Regions from separate parts of the Arachis hypogaea genome. Here region 2 is linked to region 1. A link is a contact called in public Hi-C data. All regions are on one chromosome and are shown on one strand. Each heading gives the region's core, a stretch centred on a gene start, on an enhancer-like site or on the middle of the called end of the contact. The rest is flanking DNA. Distances are from core to core; before and after follow the strand shown.

What was found. Hi-C and Micro-C count contacts between places; a contact is called where the count stands out from the background.
Region 2: a Hi-C map of leaf shows a contact between it and region 1, with 1.7 times the contacts expected there. The contact joins the promoter of LOC112732432 here to the promoter of LOC112735972 in region 1. A contact is called at or near these places in 2 of 8 Hi-C or Micro-C datasets (both in leaf).

What each region holds. Positions count from the first base shown.
Region 1 is chr13:100,086,762-100,092,051 of arahy.Tifrunner.gnm2.J5K5, forward strand. It overlaps LOC112735972, which reads left to right and starts at 1,999. Exons shown (of 4, transcript XM_025785368.3): 1 at 1,999-2,108; 2 at 2,701-2,796; 3 at 2,988-3,048; 4 at 3,400-3,724. The coding sequence starts at 2,703. The coding sequence ends at 3,424.
Region 2 is chr13:100,365,817-100,370,633 of arahy.Tifrunner.gnm2.J5K5, forward strand. LOC112732432 reads left to right here and starts at 2,061. Exons shown (of 11, transcript XM_072212166.1): 1 at 2,061-2,670; 2 at 2,931-3,091; 3 at 3,260-3,329; 4 at 4,205-4,311; 5 at 4,775-4,817. The coding sequence starts at 2,238. TRNAA-CGC (transfer RNA alanine (anticodon CGC)) reads left to right here and starts at 1,936; the gene lies at 1,936-2,008.

The DNA.
Region 1 (5,290 bases), core at 749-3,248:
CAACTAAACCTCCACTGTTAAGGTTAGGAGCTCTGTCTATTGTATGGATTGATACTATTATTTTTCTATTTTAATTCATGTATTGTTTTAGAATTCAAGAATTATTTTCGTCCTTTATTTTATGAATCTGGGTGGAACGGAAGTTTGACCATTGTTCTAATTGAGTTCTTGTATAACTTGAAAAAGCTCTTTACTTGAACAAGAGCTTGAAAACATATTCTCCTAAACTTCTAATTATCTGGACTTAACGGGATATGTGACATATAATCCTTTTATATTTGGGTAATTAGGGTTTTTGTGGCATATAAACTAGAATTGAACTTCACCTTCTAATTGGAATTAAGTGACCAAGAAATTGGCGGTTGATGAATTTTAGGAGACTAAAAAGGTCTAAAAAATTAGGGTTTAGTCACATATAGTTTGTCATGAATTAAATCTTGCATGATTAAAATAGTTAGTAAGAAAAGTCAAACTTTTCTATTTGTCTAACTAAGCCAATCACTCAATCATTGTTGCTTGATCCATCAATTCTCGTGGGATCGACCCTCACTCACCTGAGGTATTACTTGGTACGACCTGGTGCACTTGCCGGTTAGTTTGTGGGTTATAAATTCCACACCAAGGCTCAGGATAGATCTCCTTCAGGCTAGGGACCTGAGTATTTTGTCAAATCTAAATAGTTAATATCTAATGTCAGCTTGGCAACACTGTATATCTAATAATGACATTCCAAAACTATTTCTTTGCACAGTTCACTTGGATGACGTATAGCTCTCACGACGTAGTGCAGGTGGTACACCCAGAGATACTTGAGCCTCGGCATATGGCATTATGGAGGAGCGTGACAACGTTGATATATTTTGTTGTCATAGACTGACACCAGGTAGATCGAATTCTTCCACAGTTTGGTGGAGTACAGCCTCTACCACGATCCTCAGGCAATTATGTCTGGCTCCACTACGTATACATTTAGTTATGTTTTTCTTTTGGATATTAGTCATAGTATTAGAACTTCTTTTTTTTTTTCTTTTTATATTCAAACACTCACTCACACTACATATTCACGTACAAAGGTCACATTCACAACTGAATTCAACCGGTCTAAAACATGGGTGTGGTCATTTCAAAAGTACGAGATATGTAATTAGTAGTTTAGTACAAACCTCTAACGACGGTTATAGTATTAGGTTTTTTTTTTACCACTATATTATTAGGTTATACGTTGGCTTCAGGGTTAGTTTGGATTGATTTTTGAAAAAAGTACTTATGTTTTTCATCCTTTTAAAAAAGATCTTTTTTAACAAACAAAAATTATTTCACATTTAGATAGAATTTTTAAAAAGAGTTTTTAAATATTAACGTCTTTTGCTTTTGTTTTTTAATAAAAATATTTTTTTTAAAAGACATATCCAAATAAATTTTAAATTAATAAAAGTACTTTATTTAAAAAAAAGTATTTTTTTTCACTAAAAAAGCCAATCTAAACTAGCACTCAATCTAGCTACAAAATACATTTCTTAATGTTTGGTCAATCATTTTGGAATGAAGTGGTATGGGTACATATTTGGACTTGAGTAAGGGCTTTGGAAGAAATAGGGACGAGTCCAAGATATCTTCTTATAATTAACTTAGCCCAATACTCGTGCTAGTTGTATGTGGTAATTACTTGTTGGGCCTTTGGCCCCTTTGTCTATAGAAAAAGGCAGTTTTTATTTTTACTAATAAGAATTGAATATGAATTTTGAGCTTGTAGGGTGGCCCAAGCTAAAAGCTTATTATAGCTGATTGGTGATTAGCTTAGAAACGTGACGTTCGGAGTTTATTGAATTGAATTGAAGAGATCAACAATTCAACATGATTTACGAAGACAGATTCGTTAGTAATAAGAAAATTAAGACATGGTTATTTTTGTAATTTTGATATGGCTAAGTGAAAAGTGATGTTAGTAGCCCCAAGACATGGATATTTTTATAATTTTGATATGGCTAAGTGAAAAGTGATGTTGGTAGCCCCCAGGTTTCATTACTTGATACATAGTTTGTCTTCGTACGTTGTCTTGTCTCTCTTCTCTCTTTCCCTCCATTTCTATCTGGATCCATAAGCCAAAGGTATTCACGTTGTCTTGTCTTGTCTCTCTCTCAATTGCCTCCGTCTTGATTCATATGCTCTCTTATTTCTTCTTTGATTTGAATATTTTGCTGTCTTAACATATACATTCATGAAAGCTCTAATATTTTACTTGCAAATTTCATGTTGCCCGATCTGGTCCACTGCTACCCGTACCCATTGGTTGTCGATCTGGATTGATTTGTTTGCTCGTTTGATGATTGCATGCCATCTATTTATTAAAATCACGCAACCAAACTCATCTAATTTGTGAATGATGACATTATCCATTGTCAATACAAGTATAATTGTGTTAATTGTCACTAATTTGCGCATGTATGTATTTGTATAATAAAATATTGTACATTCTAGTAGGAACTTCCGTTCTTAGCTACATTTTTACGTTCTTGCAACTCTTTCTCATGGTTGTGTAGGAGCTCGCCCCTGAAAACCTTGTTGGGCATACTAAGTTGGACTCAGTGAGGCACTTCTTTGCTCTGTTGAGCATGATATATACTGAAAAGTATTTTAAAATAAGTTTTATTGCTGTTGAGTACCTGATTCTGAACAAAATTACTGTTATTTTTTTTGCAGCCATGGGTGAAATGAATTGGATTCAGCGCAAGATCTTCCTCTACAATGTTACTTTTGGGCTTTATATGTTGGATTGGTGGGAACGCTGTACTTTCAGTATCCTCTATTGCAGTCTCTTTTACATGGCTTTTACCTTATTTACATTTTCTTTTTCTTTTTCTTTTTTTTTCTTTCCAAAAGTTATTTCAGAACAATATTCGACAAACAGCGCAAAGTTGAGTGCCTTGAATTCATGTGCAATCTTGTCTGTTGTGGTACTGCTTGTATATGTTCCTAAACTTTTCCAGATATTTTGCTGATTGTATTAATGTGGTTCGTGATACGATATGTTACTGAGTTTTTCAGGAGGTGAGTGCAATCCATTTTCTCTCTTCTAATATATATTTTAATTATTGTAAATTTACCTAGCCTTGCGAGATAGCCTTTTATTAAAAATTTAGCAAGTTAGTATCCATTTTTCACATATGCCTTTCGCCAGATTCGCAAGTAAATGTGGATTCTTTGTAAAGCAACCCCAGAAGCCCTTTAATATAAAATTACATTTAAAAAATGCTCTTCAAAATGATTTTATTGCTGAAGCTATACATAAATTGTTTTTGGTAACAATGCTAGCAGCCTTTTGCTACTTTCTTCAGTACTAGAAAGATTGCTCCTGCTCCACCAGTTTGACCAAATTGTGTAGTTACATTTTAATGGCAGGTATGTCTTCAAGCAGTATATGTAGATGATGACTTGAGAATTCATATTAGTTGCATTTGGTGTAGCTGACTAGGAAAATATCCTATAGCAGTTTGATATGAACTGACTTTGGAGTTTCTTCAAGCTGCCAACAGAAATTGCGCATCTCATGCTTGTTGTGCACCATCGTTAATTTTATATTTTTGACATTTGCTTGCTTGTTAAATTGTATTATGTTGGATGATAATTGCATTACTACGTTGTAACAATTTTTTTTTTTTTGAGAATTTTTACTATTGTGTTTGTACTATTGAAAATTCAAAATGTGAGATCCTCTTTAAAGCCATAGAAGGTTTCATTAAAGACCCATATTTAAAATGTATCAAGCGACTGAAGCTAACGAAATTTGTTTTGATCTCATAAGATTTTCTTTCTAAATTGAAGACAGCTTAAAGAGAAAATCAAAAGGAAGTCTACAGAATTTAGTTTGCTTTTTTGTTGTCCCTAACAAATAAATTACTGCATACATAAGTGTATCATCAAGCTGACCAAACCAAGTTCGTTATTTAGTTTATTTAATTAGTTGTTGTTGTTTTTTCAATTATTATTATAAAAAAGAAAATATCAAAGCCATGAAAGCATATACATTCTCCTCTTTGGGGCAATTTTGTCAGGTTGGGAACTACTTGTGCAGCAAGGTTTACCTTTTTAAATTTTAAACATGCATACAAAAAAAAAAAAACTATTTGATTTGAAAATTGAAGCTTGCATTTTGGGTGTTTATTAAATAAGAGAAGATTTTAATTGGTAAAATCACTTCGGATTTGGTTCCAAATGCTTTTAACGTATAGCAAGATTTTTTTATTTAATTAAGCATTCTAAAAAGAGCAATAACTAAGAGTTTTAATTTATCCTTTAAATTATTCTCTTGATGTTTAAATAAATAAAAATTTAAAAAGATAATTTTTTTTAAAAATTATTTAAAAGTTAAAAGAATAATCAGGAGAATAAATTATGACTTTTAATAATTTTTCTTCTAAATATATGATTTAACTCAGAAAAAACTCAATTGAAGAGTGCATTTGTCTTGTAATTGGTAAACAAGGAACTTGATTCCTATTTAAACTAAGTTTGTTATGACATGATTTATTTGAAAACTTCTATCACAAAAGCGAGTTAAAAAACAAAAAGGTAGGGCTGCACATAGATCGGATAATATCCACATATCTGCGATAATTATCCGTATCTGATCCGAATTTTGCAGATATTATCCGATCCGCACTATGGTAGGATCGGATTGCGGATTTAAAAGTGATATCCGCGGATTCGATCTGCAAATCTGCATATCCACACGTCTCATATAAATAGCATAGTTTAAGAAAGTAAACCCTAATGTAATATGAATTTTAGTGTGTTGTTTTATGAATTTTATGATATCTTGTTTTTAATTTTTTATGTTGTACTTCAACTTAAAATAATTAAACTTAAATCTTGTGTTATTATTTTTTTTTGGTTATTCAAGAGAACTTTTATTGATAATATTTTATGAGTAAATAGGCTCAAACAGGTGAAAAATGAATGGTTAATATGATAGCAGAGTGAAAGAAATGAAACCTACAAGGTAAAACTTTTTAAGAAAAAATGAAAATATTTTTTTCTTATTTTCTTATTTTATTTATTTATTTATTATTATTATTTTGTTTTGAGGGAGCAAATTGGAAAAAAGAGAAAAGGACCCTCTTCGTCCTACACTCCTGCTTGCGTTTCTTGATTCCAGAATTGGGAGCGTTGCTATCAAGATCCATTGGAATGGAAATAGAGGCGCTAGTCTCAACCCCACTCCCTATTCTAACAAAACAGCCACGCAAACACACTTTCTCTCTCCAGATACGAACACCAATGTTCCAATCTA
Region 2 (4,817 bases), core at 811-3,310, 280 kb after region 1:
ACATGGCACTATGTATAACCTTTAGTATATCAATTTATGTGTTATTAATATACATGTGCATAACAAAATTATTACCGTAAATATAATATAAATAGTAATTATATTATAATTATTGACAATTAGAATGATTAATAATTAATATAATTAGAATGATTGATAATTTGTTTAATTATTCATTAAATATTGATTTTTATATAATTATAAAAAAATATTTTCTTAAAATAAGATGAGAAGAAAGAGATGTTATTAATGTAAATATCATATAAATGTTAATTATGTATGATTAAAAATTAGTATAATTAGAATGATTGATAATAAAAATGATTGATAATTAGTATAATTATTTATTAAACACTAATTTTATATAACTACAAAAAAGTATACTTTTCTAAAATAAATTGAAGAAAGAGAGGTATGTATACTAACACCAAAATATATCATATCAATATTTTTGGTATTAGAATACTATCCGTTTTAAAAGAATATAATTATTTAGAAAGAAAAAAGATAGAACAAGTTTAATATCGTCTTATTTTTTACACTCCAAACACAAACATGAAACAAGCTTTACTAAAATCATAAAATGTATAGAAAAGTCAAAAGCCTAAGTGATAGTAAAATAGAGGGTTAAGTATGATTTGCTCCCTAAGGTAGGGGTTGAAAATTTTTTTCGTCCCGAATCTTTTTTTTTTTTTGCATTTCGAATTCGTCCCTAAGGTATAACTTGATTTTAAATTGTTATTCGAACCAAAATATCCCTTCCATTCTTCACCAAAATCCTCATTTTCTATTTTTATTTTTTTTCTCCATCACAGCATCATCTCTTTTTTTTTCTTCTTTTTCATCAAAGCATCAGCAACAATAAGAATGAAACAATGTAATAAACATAAAAAAAAAAAAAACAGAAATAGAAATAAAAAAATAAATCTGTATAATCTCCATCACTATCTCTCTCAACTCCAAAGAACAACAACAAAAGAAACTAAAGTAGAAGCAACTAGAAGCATCAACAACAACAATGAATAATAGAATCAGAATCAAAAACAGAAGAAACTGAAGCAAAATAACCATGGAAGCAGAATAGAATTAGAATCAACAATAATAATAGAATAAGAAATAATGTAATTAACAAAATCAATAAATTCACAAATAAAAAAATTTCACAATATAAATTAACAGAAGAATGAGCAATGTAATTGACAAAATCAACAAATCAAAAACAGAATTGGAACCATAGGGAGGACCAGCAGTGAGGACGCAAAGCAGTGGCAAGGACGCGAAGTACAGCAGCGAGTGACGAGAAGCAGCGACGACCAGCGAGGAGGAGGAGCAGAAATGGCGAGCGGCGTGCAACGTCCACCCTTACGGATCTGTTGGCGTCGACGTCCGTCCGTCCCTCGCCCTTCCCCTCGTCTGTCCCTCACCCTTTCTCTTCTCCCTTCTTTGTCTTCCCCTCTGACCTTCCCCCTTCTTCTTCTTCGGTTTTGCGCTTTTCCTTTTTCTCGTGTTTTCTTTTTTTTTTTATTTTATATTTTTTTAATTAGGAGTAGTTTAGTAATAAAAATTTAAATTTTGATAAAAAAGACGATTTTAAAATTAAGTTAAACTTTAGAGACATTTTATATACAAAAAAAAGTTAAAGATAAAAAAAATTTTAAACCTATACTTTAAGAATTAAAATTGTAATTAATCCTAAAATAGAAGAACACGTTTTTGGAATAGTGTCAAACTAATTGGAGTTGATTTGGAAGGTTATATCAATTAGAATAAACTGGAAAACCGCTAATAACTTCTATAAATTTTTGGTACTTCATGTGCCTATAAAACATATGTTATGGGAAATGAAATGTGTCGTCTTAGATGTTAAATTTGCATAAACTTATAGTCTAAATATTTAGAGGTGAGATTATTTATCTTGATCCAATATTCCATCCAGGGGGTGTAGCTCATATGGTAGAGCGCTCGCTTCGCATGCGAGAGGCACGGGGTTCGATTCCCCGCACCTCCATTTTATTATTCTGTTTAGATGCGAAAAGATCCAACGGCCGAAAAAGTTCGTTATCCAATTTTGCAGCACGGACTCTCACTCAAGTTTCACTCCCCACAAAAATCCTGACAGCCCCTCGTTCCTCATCTCATCATTGCATACCAACAAACAGCAACCCCCGCCCCCATAACCGCCACTTGCTTCGAAACCAACCTTAGCTTCGCACCGGTCCTTCTAGAAGATTCCCGTTATGACACTGAACTTGTGCTCTCCATGCTTCTCTCGCCTCCTCCTTCGTCACTCTTCTTCTCCGCTCAACAAACTCCCCGAAACCTGTGCAAACCACAGCTCCAACACTCTTCTTCCAACTCTCATCTTCTCCTCTTCTCCGTTTCTTCCCTTCACTTCCAACAACCTCTCCAGAGCTTCCCTTAGTGAAAGCCACAATGAGATTTCTCAGGATGCCGGCCAGCTCGACCACCACCAGCTCCTCCTCCGAGTCGCCGCCTCTGCCAAAGACGCCGATGATGCCTTGCTCATGATCGCACAGAACTCTTCAAGAAACGGAGGCGGCCTCGTTTCCGCTGACGATTCTTCCACCATCATCTCCGCCGCGCTTCAGCGGAACAATTCCGAGCTCGCGTTGTCCATTTTCTACGCCATGCGCGCAAGTCTCGATTCAGGTCACGAATGCTTCCATCGCTATATCTTTCTTTTCTTTAAGCTTAATTTCTCCTTTAATTTTAGCTCATTTCACACTGTATAGTATTATCCTTTAATTTCTTTTAACAATTAAAGAAGATGAAGTTCATGTTGCTGCTGAAACCTGAGAGGTTATTTTGCTGGAGAAGCTTTTTTATTGTGGTGTTGTTGTGTATTCATTGTGTCGGCTTTGCTTAGCGTTTAGCTGCTATTTAATGATACTTTCTTGCTTTATGATCAGTTGGCGGGAATGGACCTTTGGTTGAGGGATGGAAGTGGTCGAGGCCAAATGCACATGTATATACGATCTTGATTCAGGGTTTGGCGGCATCTCTGAGGGTTTCTGATGCCCTTAGGGTGCTCAAATATATCTGTGAGGTTGGGGTATCCCCTGGTGAGGAGGTATGGTTAAGCACTTATATCCTCCTTCTCGTCTTTCACTGCTTTATTTATGGTTCTGCATTCTTACTAATTTATACACGTGCATGTGATATATTCGGCTCTTGAATTTGTTTCAGTGATGTAAATTTCATTTATATATTGTTGTATATTCCTTTTATCTTATCACAGGTCCGATTTGGAAAGGTAGTGAGGTGTCCTAGTTGTCAGATAGCTGTTGCAGTTGCACAGCCACAACAAGGTATTCAGGTATCTCCATGTCAACTGTGAATTTATGATGCCCATAACCGGTTTTAGGGTACGGATGCAATCATTTTGAGTGGCAGACATATTGATGATTTCATTTGTTATTTGAATTATGATACGTGGTACTTGTATTATTGCTTTGATCAATACATGCAGACAGTTTCTTGATCCTTCTTTCTGTAGAGTAGAGATCTTGATGTTCTGTAAAATATACGGGCCCCAAATAATGGAATAAGTCAAGGACGAGTCAATATCTGTCTAATCACCAAATAAATTGTGTATCCATAGCACCCATGGGATCTGTGAAAACTAAAAAGGGCTACTAAAAATTCTTGCCAAACCTTCATGCCTGCTATGATGACATTAAGGCCAAACTTATATGACAAGAGCAAGTGAAGTAATGTTATGCTATATAGACCTTGGTTGACATCTGTCTTTTAGTCAAATTCTGGATAGATCTCGTATGATTACGACTCTTGATCTTTGTGATAGTTATAAGGTGTATATGGACATTTCTTCTGCAGATTGTATCTTGTTCAAAGTGTCGCTACCAGTATGAGCTTGTTTCAGGTGACATAGTTAGTATTCAGTCAGAAGAAATCAGGTTGGTATCGTCCTCTTATTTCTTTCCCTTTGATTTTACTTTTAGTTAGGATATATGTAACCTTTTTGTTGGATGATTTGAGTTTTTATAAACTTTTGTGTTTTCTATATTTGCTGCTCGAAGCACCATACATGAGCCATTCAATATCATCTTTTTTCTTCCCGTTTTATTTTTGGTATAATCAGTGTCTGAGTGTCTGTCTCTTAAGTTAATATAATGCTATGTATGTGCATGGTGTTGATCATGGAATATTCACTTTTTCTAAGGATCTCCTCCTGCCGAACGCAGCATGGACATTACAGCGTGGGAAAGGGGGTTAAGTTTCCTGAAAATGAAGAAGCAAAGCATTCCTGCGGCTGTTCACTCTATGGTGGTATATACCCTCCACTCACCTTTGAGTCTTTGACATCTAATGTTGGCGTCTTTCTCTGATTAATGCAAGAGTTGTAATCGAGGACCTATATATGACTTGTGTATAAGTTGGTTAGTCATCCGAGGGAAGCCATTTAAACAACAGACACCTTACCTATAGCTTCCATGAGATACAAATACATGCTCATTGTTCAAGTAGTAAAACTTTCACTGCAAACAATTATACTATGCAAAGGTTATTTTAATGCAAGATCTTTGTCATTTCAACATTTCTTTTCTTTTTATCTACTTCTTACAATGTTGCAAGCCTGTCACGAAAATATGTCATATGAAAGCAGGCTCTTAGATTTGAGAAACTAGTGCTTGAATTTCTTAATTTTTAAAATAAAATTTTGTTGCTATAATTCTTTTTATGATGATTCACTTCTATGTCTCTTTCCATCTATAACTTTCCTGCCATTTAGGTGCAAACCCCTTCTGGTATGGCTCGCACCCACAGATTTGCAA